2 separate regions of the Rattus norvegicus genome follow, and region 1 is linked to region 2. A link is a contact called in public Hi-C data. All regions are on one chromosome and are shown on one strand. Each heading gives the region's core, a stretch centred on a gene start, on an enhancer-like site or on the middle of the called end of the contact. The rest is flanking DNA. Distances are from core to core; before and after follow the strand shown. Region 1 overlaps Thrap3 (thyroid hormone receptor associated protein 3). Region 2 holds the start of Lsm10 (LSM10, U7 small nuclear RNA associated).

The links. A called contact is a pair of places that touch in the nucleus more often than the background predicts.
Region 1: a contact with region 2 is called in a Hi-C map of the A7r5 cell line, with 2.3 times the contacts expected there. The contact joins the enhancer-like site here to the promoter of Lsm10 in region 2. A contact is called at or near these places in 2 of 12 Hi-C or Micro-C datasets (the A7r5 cell line and the Rat2 cell line).

The regions. Positions count from the first base shown.
Region 1 is chr5:143,740,335-143,747,303 of GRCr8, forward strand. It overlaps Thrap3 (thyroid hormone receptor associated protein 3), which reads right to left. Exons shown (of 12, transcript NM_001009693.1): 4 at 4,172-5,074; 5 at 2,153-2,848; 6 at 457-629. Among named protein-coding and RNA genes, the nearest start is that of Sh3d21, 15 kb to the left of the region's middle. Within about 2 kb of position 5,482, at least 9 of the 93 cell types and tissues checked have an H3K27ac peak or open chromatin away from gene starts, as enhancers often do. A contact at or near this core is called in the A7r5 cell line, where this site is marked.
Region 2 is chr5:143,655,985-143,663,213 of GRCr8, forward strand. Lsm10 (LSM10, U7 small nuclear RNA associated) reads left to right here and starts at 2,572. Exons shown (of 2, transcript NM_001108976.1): 1 at 2,572-2,661; 2 at 3,647-4,400. The coding sequence starts at 3,671. The coding sequence ends at 4,039. It also overlaps a transcript of Stk40 not described here.

The DNA.
Region 1 (6,969 bases), core at 4,232-6,731, 87 kb after region 2:
CCATAGGAACCTCCCATTCCAAACACATATATAAATCAATAGAAAAGAAGTCTTTAAAGTCTTCATACTTTTTTTTTTTAAGATTTATTTATTATATATAAGTACACTGTAGCTGTCTTCAGACACACCAGAAGAGGGCATCAGATCTAATTACAGATGGTTGTGAGCCACCATGTGGTTGCTGGGGTTTGAACTCGGGACCTCTGGAAGAGCAGTCAGTGCTCCTAACCGCTGAGCCATCTCTCCAGCCCTAAAGTCTTCATACTTTGTGTTGAGAATTTTGTAATCATGACTACAGATTGTTAGCATTTCAAAACACTCATCTCTATTAAAATATGGAAATCTCTCACTGAAAGTTGTTCCTTTAACCTAACCTATAGCTTTAAAGATCCTGGAGGCTTCCTCATTCCCTTGTCATCCTGTTTTAGAAAGACAAATATGCAGAAATCAACTCACCTTTAACATGATGAACAATGGTCACTATGTGCTGGGCAAACAATTCTGAGGGGCTACGCTGCGACTGAGCTGACTGTATGTGCTGGAAAATGGAACGGAATTCCTGCTCCTTTTTGTTGCTATGGACTAGATCCCGACAAAGCTTTCGTTCCTGAGCCAATAAGCCACTGGGTCTGAAAAACAAATACATGGAGATTTGGTGTAACAAGAGATACACAGAGTCCGAATTCTTTAACCATAAAAATATTCTAATTCTCAAGATAGCCCTCCTCCCGCCCCCAATGTAACTCAAGGCTGGTTGTGAACTTGTGATTTTCCTGCCTCAGCCTCCTGAGTACTGGAACTGCACAATTGGGCCAGCCTTTATAAGCTTGGGTGAGGGTATAGAATGCAGGGCATCAAAGCCAGGGCCTTTGTACATACTAAATATCTGAGTTTTCCAACATGGAACCACAGCTTCCTCTTATTTTGTGCCAGGGAGGGGAGGATGAAAGAGTGTGGAATACATAAGTAAAAGTCAGAAGACAACTTGTAGGAGTCATTTCTTTCCTTCCAGATCACCAGGCTTAGTGGATCTTGCTAGCCCCTCCTTCCTTTTTTCTTTGAGACAGTTCCAAGGTTTTGTTTTGTTTTGCTTTGTTTGTTTTGGTTTTTGAGATAAGGTTTCCCGGTGTAGCCTTGACTGTCCTGGAACTAGCTCTGTAGATCAGGCTGGCCTCAGACTCAAAGATCCACCTCCCTCTTCCTCCTGAGTGCTGGGATTAAAGGTGTGCAGCACCAACTGCCCGGCAATTCCAAGTTTTAAGCCTATCCACAAATGTTCCTTTTGTTCTCTATCACATTACAACTAAGGAAAGGTTGGTCCAAAATTCACTGAGAATCTTCAAGTGGGGAAGTATTAAACCTTAGTGACCGTACTTGTTTCAACACATACATCAAACAAAAATACTGTAAACGATCAACTAACTTGGCTAGGAAGGTCATTCAACGAGGCAACATAAAGAAGTGGGGCTGGTGAGATGGTTCAGTGGGTACAGGTGATGGCCACCAAGCCAGGGCCCACAAGGCAAAAAGAAAAACTCATTCCCACAAGATGTCCTCTGACCTTCTCGTGCATGCTGTGGCATGTCTGCCCCCTCCCCGCTTCTTAAACAGAAGTAGCAAGAGTGGATGGAACATGTGGCTAGAACACCACTCAGGCAGAGTTCCAACTAACTGGGTAGATTATACTAAGTCAAAAAGCAGTCAGTCTGGGTTCTACCATGCTTTCCTGAAGTTAGAGGAAGAACGGAAGAGGCAGAGTCCATCAATTTGAAGTTTTCTGCTATTTAATGGTGGCAAAAAATAGATTCTGGTGACCCACGTAAAATGGAGACACGGTTCTCAAGTGTCTTCATAGGTAAAAGAAACAATGTGGGTGTGAGTTGGTTTGGAGGGAAAACAGACCAAAATAGTTGCTCCAAGTTCCCAGAAACAAAGAAAGCCAGCCACAAAGGGCTGAAAGATCCTTTATCCCCACAATGCTCATGGGCCATCATCATTCTGTAAGCCATAGTCACTCTCCACTCCAGGGACAGATATAAAGGTGCTGGCACTGACAGGTGGCAGCAAGGAAACTTTCCATCCTCAGAAAGACTGGGTAAGGAAACTATTTAGGCCATTAGAGCCCTGGGGGTCAACAAGGAGCACTCCTCACCGTGCAAGGTCCTCATCGAAGGAGTCCATCCGGACATTGACCTGGGCCTCCCGAGTAATGGAAAAGGAAGACTTCCCTGAGGAAAAGTCTCCTTTGTTTCCCAGCTTGTCACGGCTCTCAGAGGTCTTCCTTGGGGGAGGCGATGAACTTTTCTCCTGGACCGCCTTGTATGCAGTCACCCGGAAATTCTTTTCTGGCACAAAGCCCCTGTGCCCACTTTCGCTCCTCTTGGACCCTCCACGTTCCTCCTTTCGGGATCTCTCTGTGAAAGGCTCCTCCTCCAGCTCCTCTGCTTTCCTCTGCTTTTCCTTCCCTGCATGCAGGCTCTCCCACTTGCCTGACTTCTCTTCCTCCTGGTTTTTGCTTGCACCGGCTATGACTTTAGATATAAATTTGGGCTCATCATCAAACTCAGGTTCCTTCCTTCCCTTACATTTGTCCTTATCTTGTTCATCCATCTCCTCCTTGTGGAAGTCAGCCATCTTTTTCTCAAAGTCATCCCGGAGCTTATACCTTTTGGGTGACTGGCTGCCTCGGAAGGGCTTCTCAGTGTCCGTCTTGGGAGCAAATGGATCAGATTTCATTTTGACATCAGCATCAGAGAAGCCCCCTTTCTCCTTCAGCTTCTCTTTATCAGTATTTGTTTGTTTCTGCTCCTTATCCTTCCCATTCTCCGTCTTCTGCTCTTCCAGATACCTAGTTATAAAGACACAAGGGAGACACACAAGAGACCTAAGCCTCCTGCTCTGGTTTGAAGTCTCTGAGCAAGCATACCTATCTTTCAGTATTATCAGAACTGTCTACCTGTTCTTTTCTAAACATTTCTAACAATTTATGAGCTCAGCATTTAAGAGTCAGTGGAACTGTGCCTTATAAAAACAACCAAAAACCCAGAAGAGCAAGTTATTTAGGATACTGAAAATTATTTTTTACTTACCTGCAATGTGGTCTAAGGGGAAAACAACTAAAGTCTTACCCCAACTTTCACTCATTCATTTAAAAATCTGCTTTCAGCAAAGCAAACAGAATGTTCAACCTTGGACTGTTTTGATTTTATACAACTCACATTTGGAAATACAAGTCTCAAAAGAGACTTCAAATTTGCTTCAAGTCACCTAGAAGATCTACATAATGAAACATACTGTGAACACATAAAAACAAAATACTTGTTAATGGGGGAAATTATGAAGGGAGGTGGCAAAATCATTATTCTCCTAATAGAAAAGCAGGGACCAGACTCAAACCTACACTCAGTGCTGTCAAGGACTAAAACATATACTGCAAAGCAACCTAACTGCAGACTTAGGTAATTATGGGCAATAAATGGTCAACACGAATGAACATGGCAAAGAGCCACATGACTGCCAGCACCAGAGAATGTGCTACCAGGAGTAGAGAACTGAAGAAGGAACCTCTCGCTGAGTCTCTCCTGACTAAACAGTTCTGGCACCTTTCCTATGACCTCTGACTCCATCCAATCCACACAGAAACAATTCCTTATCAAACTCACTATGCTCCCTTCCAGGGTAACACAAAGCTTGCAACTTCTACTAGGACATACACCTGCCCTGTGTTTTTAAATAACGGCTCTCCTGGACTAAGCCTTGGCCTTTCCTATTTTGCTCATTCTCTTCAGTGTGGCTCTTTATCATGATGGACCAATGTGTATCAAACACGGCAGATGGTAGAACCTAGAGGTTTACAGTTCCAGTGGCCAGTCATGTTAGCAAAGACATATTTTTGGTAGCTGACCCTCAAACCTCTACTATTTCCTAGCTTAGATTGGTAGAATCCAAGGCAGTGTTTAATGAAAACACACCATTGCAGACGAGTCTAAAGAAACTTGTACTACACTACATACGCAGGAAACCTTGAGTTAGGCTGAAGGTTTCCTGAGGCCTTTAATGAAGAGTCAAGGAAGCAGGTATTACCTTATTGCTATTAATCAGAGCAGTAACTCAGGCATTATTATTGCACTAAGCTGCTGGCCACTTGGGGATGCGGAAATGAGAAACTTACCTTTTTGTGTAGGCTGCTCCTCCCGAAGCAGCGCTCTCCTCTTTCTGAGATGAACCATATGCAGAGCCAGTGGCTGGTGGACTCTTACCCACAGGGCTCTTTTTGGATGGACTCAAAGACCCAGAGCCATGGTCAAACGGACCTTGGTGTGCTCCAGACTGATATCCAGCACCGCCTGACATAGATGAGCCCATCTGGGATGCATTAGAAAGAGGAGGACTAGGTTTGGGCACAGGGCTAGGGCGTGGTGACCTTCGCCTAACCACCACAGACTGGAGGGGGCTTTTGAGAGCTGGGCTTCTCTCCCGGGGACTCAGATCAGAAACCGAGGCCCGTGATGCAGAACCAGTGCCATAGGTGGTAGCATCTGGCCATGGCTTTGAGCTCTCAGACCCTTTTATATCTTGAGAGGTGCCTCCAGAAAATGTCTGCTCCTTAGCCTCATCTCCCTGGTTATCACCAGCTGCCTGAGATGGCCGGCTATCCTTGGAAGAGGACTTTTTCTCTTTTGTAGACTTTCGTTTAGATGATTCAACTCTGCTGTGGTTGGAGGACGACCGGGAGGACGAAGAACGTCTTGACCTGTCAGAGGATGACTTATCCGAGTTCCTAGAATGGCTCCTGGACCTTGGTGAAGGGGACCTTCTCTTGGGGGACCGAGATCGGGATCGGCCCCGACGAGGGCTGTATGCTTGCCGGTAGTTCTGCCAATTAGAACGGTAATTTCCATAGCCACCTCGGTTATACTGGCCCCATGGATAAAAGCCTCGGTTTCGTCCACGGAAGTAATAGGGCCTTCTGTAGCCTCTGTTGTGACCTCGGAAATCTCGATTCTGATATACTCTGGGGTGATTCCTTTCTCTGTTATGAGCTGGAGAGTATGATCTGGAACGAGACCTAGAACTGCAGAGGAAGGGAATGGGGAAATGTTTTTTAAAGAGCATTTTCAGTTAAAAAAAATAACTGCCAACAAAAGGTTAACACTCCAATCCATATGGTTCTGTATATTTGTTTTCAGTTTTGTTGTGGAAGCAATTGTTCCCTCAATTCTGTAAACTAAAGACATACAGGCACAGGACACTTAGCAGGTAGATAAAGGTCTTACATATGAGACCTGAGGTTGTAAAGGCACAATTGTAACAGCTTGCTGTCAAACAAAGAACACAGCCATTGAAAAGCTCAAAAGAATCTGCCAAAATTAGATCAGAAAAACACAAAACACTACTTTTGTTCTAGAGACTGGAGATGGTTTAATTTAGGTCAAATTTCTGTGGCTGAACTCGATGATCTCACTTAGGTACCACAAGGTGGCACTATCTGACTGTAAGGCACCCAAGCACAGGGAGAGTCACCTCCCCACAGTGTGAACATCTTTCAACTCAGCGGCAAGGCCAGAACTGTTTTTTTATTTAATACAGGAGGACTGTGACAGAGCCAAGGTCCACTGAGAGAACCACAAGAACTCAAAAATAAAATGCCTTAGACAACTAGGAACCATCAAAAAGGCCAAAGCCAGGGCCGGTGTACTGGCTGGTTTATGTCATCAGAGAGCAAAGAGCCTCAATTGAGAAAATACTTCCCTAAGATTGGGCTATAGGCAAGTCTGTACTATGTAAGACATTTTCTTAAGTAGTGATTGATGGAGGAGGACCTAGCCCGTTGTGGGCAGGGCCATCACTGGGCTGGTGATCCTGGATTCTAGAAGAAAATAGGCTGAACAAGCCACATAACTAACACCACTCCATGGCCTCTACATCAGCTCTTGCCTTCAGGTCCCTGGCCCATGTTAAGTTTCTGTCCTAATTTCTTTTAGCGACGAACAGCAATAGAAGTATAAGCTAAAAATAAACCTTTTTGCTTCTCAACTCGCTTTTGGTCAAGATGTTTCATCATGCAATAGTAACCCTAACCAAGACAGCAAAGAAGTCAGAAATGAGGGTAGTCAGCAGGAAGTCTGACAACCTGAGTTCCATTTTTGGTTTGATCTGATCTCAAGGGCCCACATGCCAGAGAACCAACTCCCACAAGTTGTCTTCTGATTTCCTGCTATGTGCTACAACTAACTAACTAACACACTAACACACACACACACACACATAAATATAGTAATTTTAAAAAGTGGTTTGTACAAATTCACTTAGTTCTCTCCTCCCAACCCCCACCCCCACCTTTGGTGCGGCAGGGACTCAGGGTAGCCCTGGCTGGCCTGGAACTTGCTATGCAGATTAAGCTGGCCGCCTCACATTTCCAGAGAGCTGCCTCCGCTGCCCACTGAGTGCTAATATTTAGGACATCTGATGAGATTCTTTTTTTTTTTTTTTTGGTTCTTTTTTTTTTTTTTTTCCGGAGCTGGGGACCGAACCCAGGGCCTTGCGCTTCCTAGGTAAGCGCTCTACCACTGAGCTAAATCCCCAGCCCCGAGATTCTTAAAATACCATTTTTTAAAAAGATTTATTCATTTATTATATATAAGTACAGTTACTATTTTCAGACACGCCAGAAGAGGGCATCATATCTCATTACAGATGGTTGTGAACCACCATGTGGTTGCTGGGATTTGAACTCAAGACCTCTGGAAGAGCAGTCAGCTCTCTCAACTGCTGAGCCATCTCTCCAGCCCCCTTAAATACCATTTATTCTGCCAATCATAATATTACTACTACTATTACTAGGGGATACTAAAAAAATATTATCTCTCAAGATATAAAATAAAATCCCTTCAGAAACAATAGCATAATCAAGGTATATGGTATTCATGTATGGAAATCGATAATGAAATTCACTATTTTGTATTAATT
Region 2 (7,229 bases), core at 1,322-3,821:
TCTGATGTAGGACTCACAGAGACCCACTTTTCCTTTTCTTTTCTTTTCTTTTTTTTTTTCCTTTTCTTTTTTTTGGAGCTGGGGACCGAACCCAGGACCTTGCGCTTGCTAGGCAAGCGCTCTACCACTGAGCTAAATCCCCAACCCTCCACTTTTTCTTCATGCAACTGCAGCTTGCAACATGACGCAACAGTCCTAAAAGCAAAAGAGCCAACAGGCCTATAATCCCAGTACTTGAGGTCAGAAACAGGAGGATCTGGAGTTTAGTGACAGCCTGAGTTAGATGAGACACTGCCTCAAAGGAGAAATATGCCACAGAGATACCTAGAGAAAGGGCAGTGTGAGACAAGTGTCAGGCATGGGACAAAGAGTGGCAGAGCAAGCTGCATGTAGGCAGGCACTATGCCCAAAGAAACCTGATGAAGCCCTGTCACCAAAGGTGACTCAGCGGTCTACTCCCAGAAAGTTTGCTGCAGACAACACTGGCCTAGATTCTGATGGAAATAGTTGTCTGTGGTTTGTTGTTGTTTTGTTTTGTTTTTAAACTGGAACTTGGGATCCAAACTAGTTGAAATCACCAATCCTTCCCCGGGCCTGTGCAAATGTCTAGTGGGTGACTTTGGATTAGGACCAAACTCCACACTTACAACAGGAAAATTCTGGAATGTTCTAAGCAAATATCTTGTGAAGATCGGTGAAGTCCGATCACCCTATGCAGATCACAAATCATCTCACTTCTTTTTTTCCCAGTTGCCTTCCCTACAGGTCAAGCCATTCTGTCTGGGGAAGCCAGGTTTGACAGTGGAGGAGGGGGTCTGTCTTATATTTGGGTGCCCCAGGAATAAGCTTCCCCCACTCAAAATGCATCGTTTTGGTGATTGGCTTAACACACAGTGAACAAAGCAGGCCTTAGTAATAATCTGATCAGATAGAGAGAAGGGCCTATGCACATAGTCCCAGTATTTGGGAGGCAGAAGCCAGAGAACGAGGCTCAAGGTCCTTCAGAACATAGTGAACTCAAGACAGAATGGGCTACCGGAGACCCAACTGCAAAACAAAAACAATTCACAGTTTAAAAAGAGTTATTTTCCAGCCAATTGTGGTGGTGCATACCTGTAATTCCAGCACTTGGGAGCCAGAGGCAGGCAGATCTCTCTGAGTTTGAGGCTACCCTGGTCTATAGAACAAGTTCTAGAACAGTTAGGTCTCTAGAGAGAGGCCCTCTCTCAAACCCCATCCTCCTAAAAAATGAAAGAACAATACATCCAGCTCTTGCAGAGAACCCGAATCGGGTTCCCAGTACCCGCATCCAGCAAGTAGCTCACAATGGGCTCACAACTATAACTCCAGTTCCAGGGGATCAGACACCCTCTTCTAGCCCTCCTGGCTAACACACACACACACACACACACACACACACACACACACACACACACACACACACACTTTAAATAAAGATGTTATTTGTTATTTTTAGGAGCAGGAGAGATGGCTCAGGTGTTAAGAACACATACACTCTTTCAGAGGACCTGAGTTCAGTTTTCACCAGCTGTACCTGTAGTCCCATGGAATTGATGCTGCCTTCTGAGAGCAGCCACCACTCACACATTGTATGCCATTACACGCGAACACAGAAACAGATAAGTTAAAATTAAACCTTACTAGATTTGTTTTTTTTTTTTGTTTGTTTGTTTTGTTTTGTTTTTTTTTTTTCAAGACAGGGCTTCTGGCTGACCTTTGTAGACCAAGGCTGGCTTTGAAGTACAGCGATCCACCTGCCTCTGTCTCCGAGTGCTAGGATTAAAGATGTGTGCTTCCATGCCCAGCTCTAGATTTTATTTTTAACTGTTAATTACAGGCACTTGTGAGCTGGGAATCAGATTTAGGCCATCTGCAATAATATACAGTATTTTTTTTTAAAGATTTATTTCATCGGACTTCATTATGGATGGTTGTGAGCCACCATGTGGTTGCTGGGAATTGAACTCAGGAACTCCGGAAGAGCAGTCAGTGCTCTTAACGCTGAGCCATCTCTCCAGACCGTGTGTGGTCTTAATTGCTAAAGTTTAGCACTCTCTCCATAGCCCTGTGTTTTCCTCTTTGAGACAGGGTTAGCTATCCTTGCTCTCCTGGTCTCTCCAACTCACAGAGCGCCTCTGTCTCTGGAGTCGCTGGAATTAAGGGAGTTTGCCACCACGTCCGGCCACATTCGCTGAATTTTAATCAGGTGAAGAACGTTTAACTTTTTTTTCCCTTATTTTTTTTTTTCCAGATGCTCTTTCTCACGCAGCGCCATCAGCTCAGAAGGCCAACAGGGGACACAGCTCCAAGCCCCAAAGGTGGAAGCCTACAAAGGTGGAAAACTAGGTAGAGAAGGGGAGTGGACGTGAGGCGCGCGGCCTCCTGGGACTTGTAGTCCGTGTCCTGCGATGCGCATGCTCTGATGCTCTGGGTCTCCCGCGGTTGCCATGGCTTCTCTGAGCCTCCGTGGGTGTTCCCCTAGACACAGGCGGGTTTTGGCGGCGTAGCGCGCGGAAGGCGGAAGGCATCACGCGGTGGGTCGGGCAGTAGAGTGTGGGGACTAGGGTTCGCTGGGACCCGGGCGGCCTCTTCCCTTGGCGCACTGGCTGCGGACTCTTCTTCCCAAACCCCTTACGCGCGGTGAGGAAAGGGACGCACTAGGCACCCGACTTTCCCGGATTGACCGCTAATGGCAAGCCCCAGGCCTCCCTTCCTGGAAGCAGCAGAACCGGAGCTAAAGTCAGGGCCTGCCTGGAGATCTCAAAGACTGTCCTTTTGGATTTTGTTTTAAGACAGGGTGTCGGTCTGTAACTCGGAGATCCACCTGCCTCTGCCTCCTGAGAGCTGGGCTTAAATGCATGCATCTTGGTTGGCTAGGCTTGGCTTGTTTTGTTTTGGAAACATTCCATAATCCAGATTGACCCGGAGTTCACGATATAGTTCAGGCCGGTTTGGCGTTTAGGGTGCTTCTCCTGCCTCAGACTTTAATGGTATAAGTGTGCCGCCATCATGTTTGGCTAGATTGCATATTAACAAGCGCTTGGCAGAGGACATACATAAATTACAATTTACAGTAGTGGTTCTCAAGCCGATTGGCACATTAAAATTATCAGGGGTGCCTTTAAAAAAAAAAAGGTATAAACTAAACATAGTAGCACACGCCTTTAAATCCCAGCACTAGAGAGGCAGAGGTAGGAGGATCTTGATGAGTTTGAGACCAGCCTGGTCTACATAGAGAGTTCCAGAACAGCCAGGGCAACCTAGAGAAACCCTGTCCCAAAATCATTTAAAAATAGCACACACCTTGAATCTCAGCACCTGTGAGAAGAGACAGGTTGATCTCTGCGAGTTCCAGGCCACACTTGTTTACATATCAAGTTCTAGCCTACTCAGGGAGATATAGTAAGACCCTGTCTTTAAAAACAACAACAAAACCAAAACAATCTGGACCTCTCCTTCCCAGGCAAGTGAATCTCTCTGGGATGCGTGGGTTGCGTGGTATGCATAGGCCAGGCAAAAGTTTCCCCAGGTGTATCCAGTGCAGTGAGGGGTCCGGAGCACTAGTGTGGAGTTTCAGGGCTTTGCAAAGGTAAGTTACCATCTATTTGTGTGTTCCTGCCCACAGTGAGCAGCCAACCAATGTGGAAAAATGGCACTGAGCCACTCTGTGAAGGAGCGAACCATCTCTGAGAACAGCCTGATCATCCTGTTGCAAGGCCTCCAGGGACAAATAACCACTGTGGACCTTCGAGATGAGAGTGTGGCCCGAGGACGCATCGACAACGTTGATGCTTTCATGAACATCCGTCTGGCCAATGTCACCTACACCGACCGCTGGGGGCATCAGGTTGAGTTGGATGACCTTTTCGTGACAGGTCGTAATGTCCGATATGTCCATATCCCAGACGGTGTGAACATCACTGCCACAATCGAGCAGCAGCTACAGATCATCCACCGTGTGCGCAACTTTGGTGGCAAGGGTCAAGGTCGTCGAGAGTTCCCCTCCAAAAGGCCATGAGACTGTGTCCTCATTCAAATTCCAGCACCACCTCAGGGACCTCCAGTGTTCTGAGCCAACTCCCGTCCATCCTTCCCCACCAATGACCTGGTGTCTTATAGACACATCACAGCTGCCTTTCATAGGGTTCCACTTTTCAGACACACCTTGGGACCCAGAATTCCTTCTGCTGGTGGCCTTGGGGTAGGTGACAATCCCTCTTTTTGATCATTTGTATCTGGAATCTCCATTCACTGATTGACCCCATCCATCAAGGAGTTGTTAACTCTGCCAGTGAGGATTACTTGAGAGTGTTTGGAGTGAATCACCTCTAACATCCCATTTCTCTTGTCATTTGTTTCTTTTCTCATAAAACCAAACTCCTGGGACTTGTAGTCCTTGTCCTGCGATACACATGCTCTAATGCTCTGGGTCTCTGCCTGATGCCCTGCCTGGTGTGTACTGGGCTTCTGGCTCCTGTGTAGGAGCAGAGTGCAGGTGGAGAGCACACCAGGATTTACTTGGTCTGGATTGTGGCCCTGTTTCCCAGATTATTACGAAAAAATCTAACGGAAAGTGGCCTTTCTGTTGGAGAGTCCTTGAGACTATCATTTTCCTGCTAGTCACTAAAGCCCAGAGTCTGGATGCCCTGGTCCTCCTCTCAGGCTGGAGAGTTCAGCTAATAAGAAATTGATCTCAGCCAGGCATAGTGTTTCACATGTATAATCCTGGCTTTCAGGAGGCTAAAGAACAAGGATCAGCCTCGGCTAAGGGTGAAATCCCTGCCTCAAAAAACCAAAGGAGACCAGGAGTAGTGGTGCACACAGTAGGATTTAATGAAGGAGGCAGAGGCAGGAGGATCATGAGTTTGAGGCTAGTCCATGCTAAGTGTTTTAGCCAAATGGTGGTAGATAACACCTTTAATCTCTGCACTCAGAAGGCAGAGGCAAGCAGATCTCTATCAGTTTGAGGCCAGCCTGGTCTACAGAGCAAGTTCCAGGACAGAGAAACCCTATCTCCAAAAACAAAAACAGTACAAGAAATATAAAAAAAAAAAAAATGGCCTAAGGAAGCACAGCGAAGGTGCTGCCCTCACTCTGATTCTTTTCCACGTGTCTGAGTGTTCCGCCTACATGTATATACAGGCACCGTCTGAGTACCCGGGGTCCTCCGAGGTCAGAAGAACACATTGGTTTCCTGGAACTGCAGTTATGGATAGAAGTGAGCCACGAAGCAGGTGCTTGGGATTGAATCTGGGTCCTGTGCAAGAACAACCAGTGTTCTTCTCGTGGAGCTCTCTCCAGCATAGGACTTTATTTTCTTTCTTCTCCTTTAAAGACAGTTTTTTTTTTTTTTTTTTGGTTCTTTTTTTCGGAGCTGGGGACCGAACCCAGGGCCTTGCGCTTCCTAGGTAAGCGCTCTACCACTGAGCTAAATCCCCAGCCCCTAAAGACAGTTTTACTATGTGGCCCTGGCTGCCTTGGAATTCATGTGGACCAGGCTGGCCTCACTGCTTCTACCTCCCAAGCACTGGTATTGCCGAGTGTACCACTGCAGCCCGCTTAGGTTTGTTTTTTTGTTTTGTTTTGTTTTGTTTTGTTTTTGTTTTTTGTTTTTTTTGGAGCTGGGGACCGAACCCAGGGCCTTGTGCTTCCTAGGCAAGCGCTCTACCACTGAGCTAAATCCCCAACCCCAGCCCGCTTAGGTTTATCAGGCTCTTTTCTGCTCTCTTTAGGTCCTCTTAGGACCTTACATCAATTAGGCCAAATGTAACCCACACCCCCAGAGCTCTCTGTCTCCGGAGGGTCTCGTTGCCTCACAGAGGCAAACGAGCTAGCTCCTGTCTCCTGGCAGCCCCTGAGTCCCAGCTGGAACACACACACACATATAAATACACACACATACACACGCACACACACGCACACGCACACATAGACATGTCTCAGGCTCCCGCATCCACCTTTTCCATGGTTTTCTAAATTTGTTTCTACACAGGCAATCTTTCCATTCCTTCCTGAAGGCTGGGCTTTTGGAATTCAGAAACTAAAAATAGTCTCTGCATTCTGTTGTGTCTTCTGTTCCCCGAGGTAACAAACGGAGGGTGACTTAGCTGTGAACAAGAGGGACCCCAGAACACCAGGGACAAGACAGCAGTGCGTTTCAAGATGGTACTATAGTCTAGACGGGCATGGTATTTGCCCACGCTTTCACATCCACCCTTCCTGCAGCTCCAGCCAGAGTTGGGGGGGGGGTCCCATTGATGGCAGAACCCCCAAGAACTGAATGTTCAAGCAGCTTTGTTCATACTCACTTCTCACTCCTGGAGAGAAGAGGTGTTTTTTTTGGGGGGGGGGGCACAATCAGTGTTGTTTGTAGGGAGGAGATCACAGAAGTTCAGAATGCTGAATGGACATTTATAAGTTGGCTCATGCCAGAAACATGCAAGGGACAAGAGTCTGCCCTTGCCTCAGCACGGCTGAGCAGGTGGGACTTAAACCAGTCCAGAGAGCGCTAGTCTGGCATCCCTGGCTTAAGGGTGGGCAAAGGTAACAAGGGCCCTTGAAGCTCTCATTAATGTTCCAGGAAGACCCAGAAATACACTACATTTTGTGAAGAAGGGTGAAAGCAGCTTAGATTCAACAAGGGCATAGAATTGCCCCAACAGCAAGGTTAGCATGCTAAGGCTAACCTTAGTCACAAGCTTAATGGCTGTTAGCTAAGGCTGGAGGTCTGCCTAGGCATGGTAGCCCATGCCTCTGGTCCTCAGAGGCAGGGGCAGGTGGATTTTCCTGAGTTGCAAGGCTAGCCCGGTCTGCCTACAGAATGAGTTCTAGGCCAGAGATACATAGCAAGACGCTGTCTCGGAAGGTGGGAGGGCGTGGCGTGACCTTTGGAGGAAATGTGGTTTTTAAAGGGGAAAAAAAACCCAGTTTTTAAATGTCACTCCAGAAAGGGAGGGGACTCTCCCCCAGAGTTAAATGAGTGCTACTGGGCAGCGTAATCTAATCTGGTCAGAAGTAGTCAACTACTACGCCCTGTGTTGGGAGCTTGGGGAGTCCCACAGGGTGCAGAGGCTGCAGGCTTAGCCCGTGTATGTGCACTAACAGCTTCATCAGACACAAGTAGAAGATGAAGTCTCAAGGTGAATGACAGTGGGAATTTGAAGTCAGGCTTCCCTAATACCAGATTCCATCTCTGAACCGTGGCACTT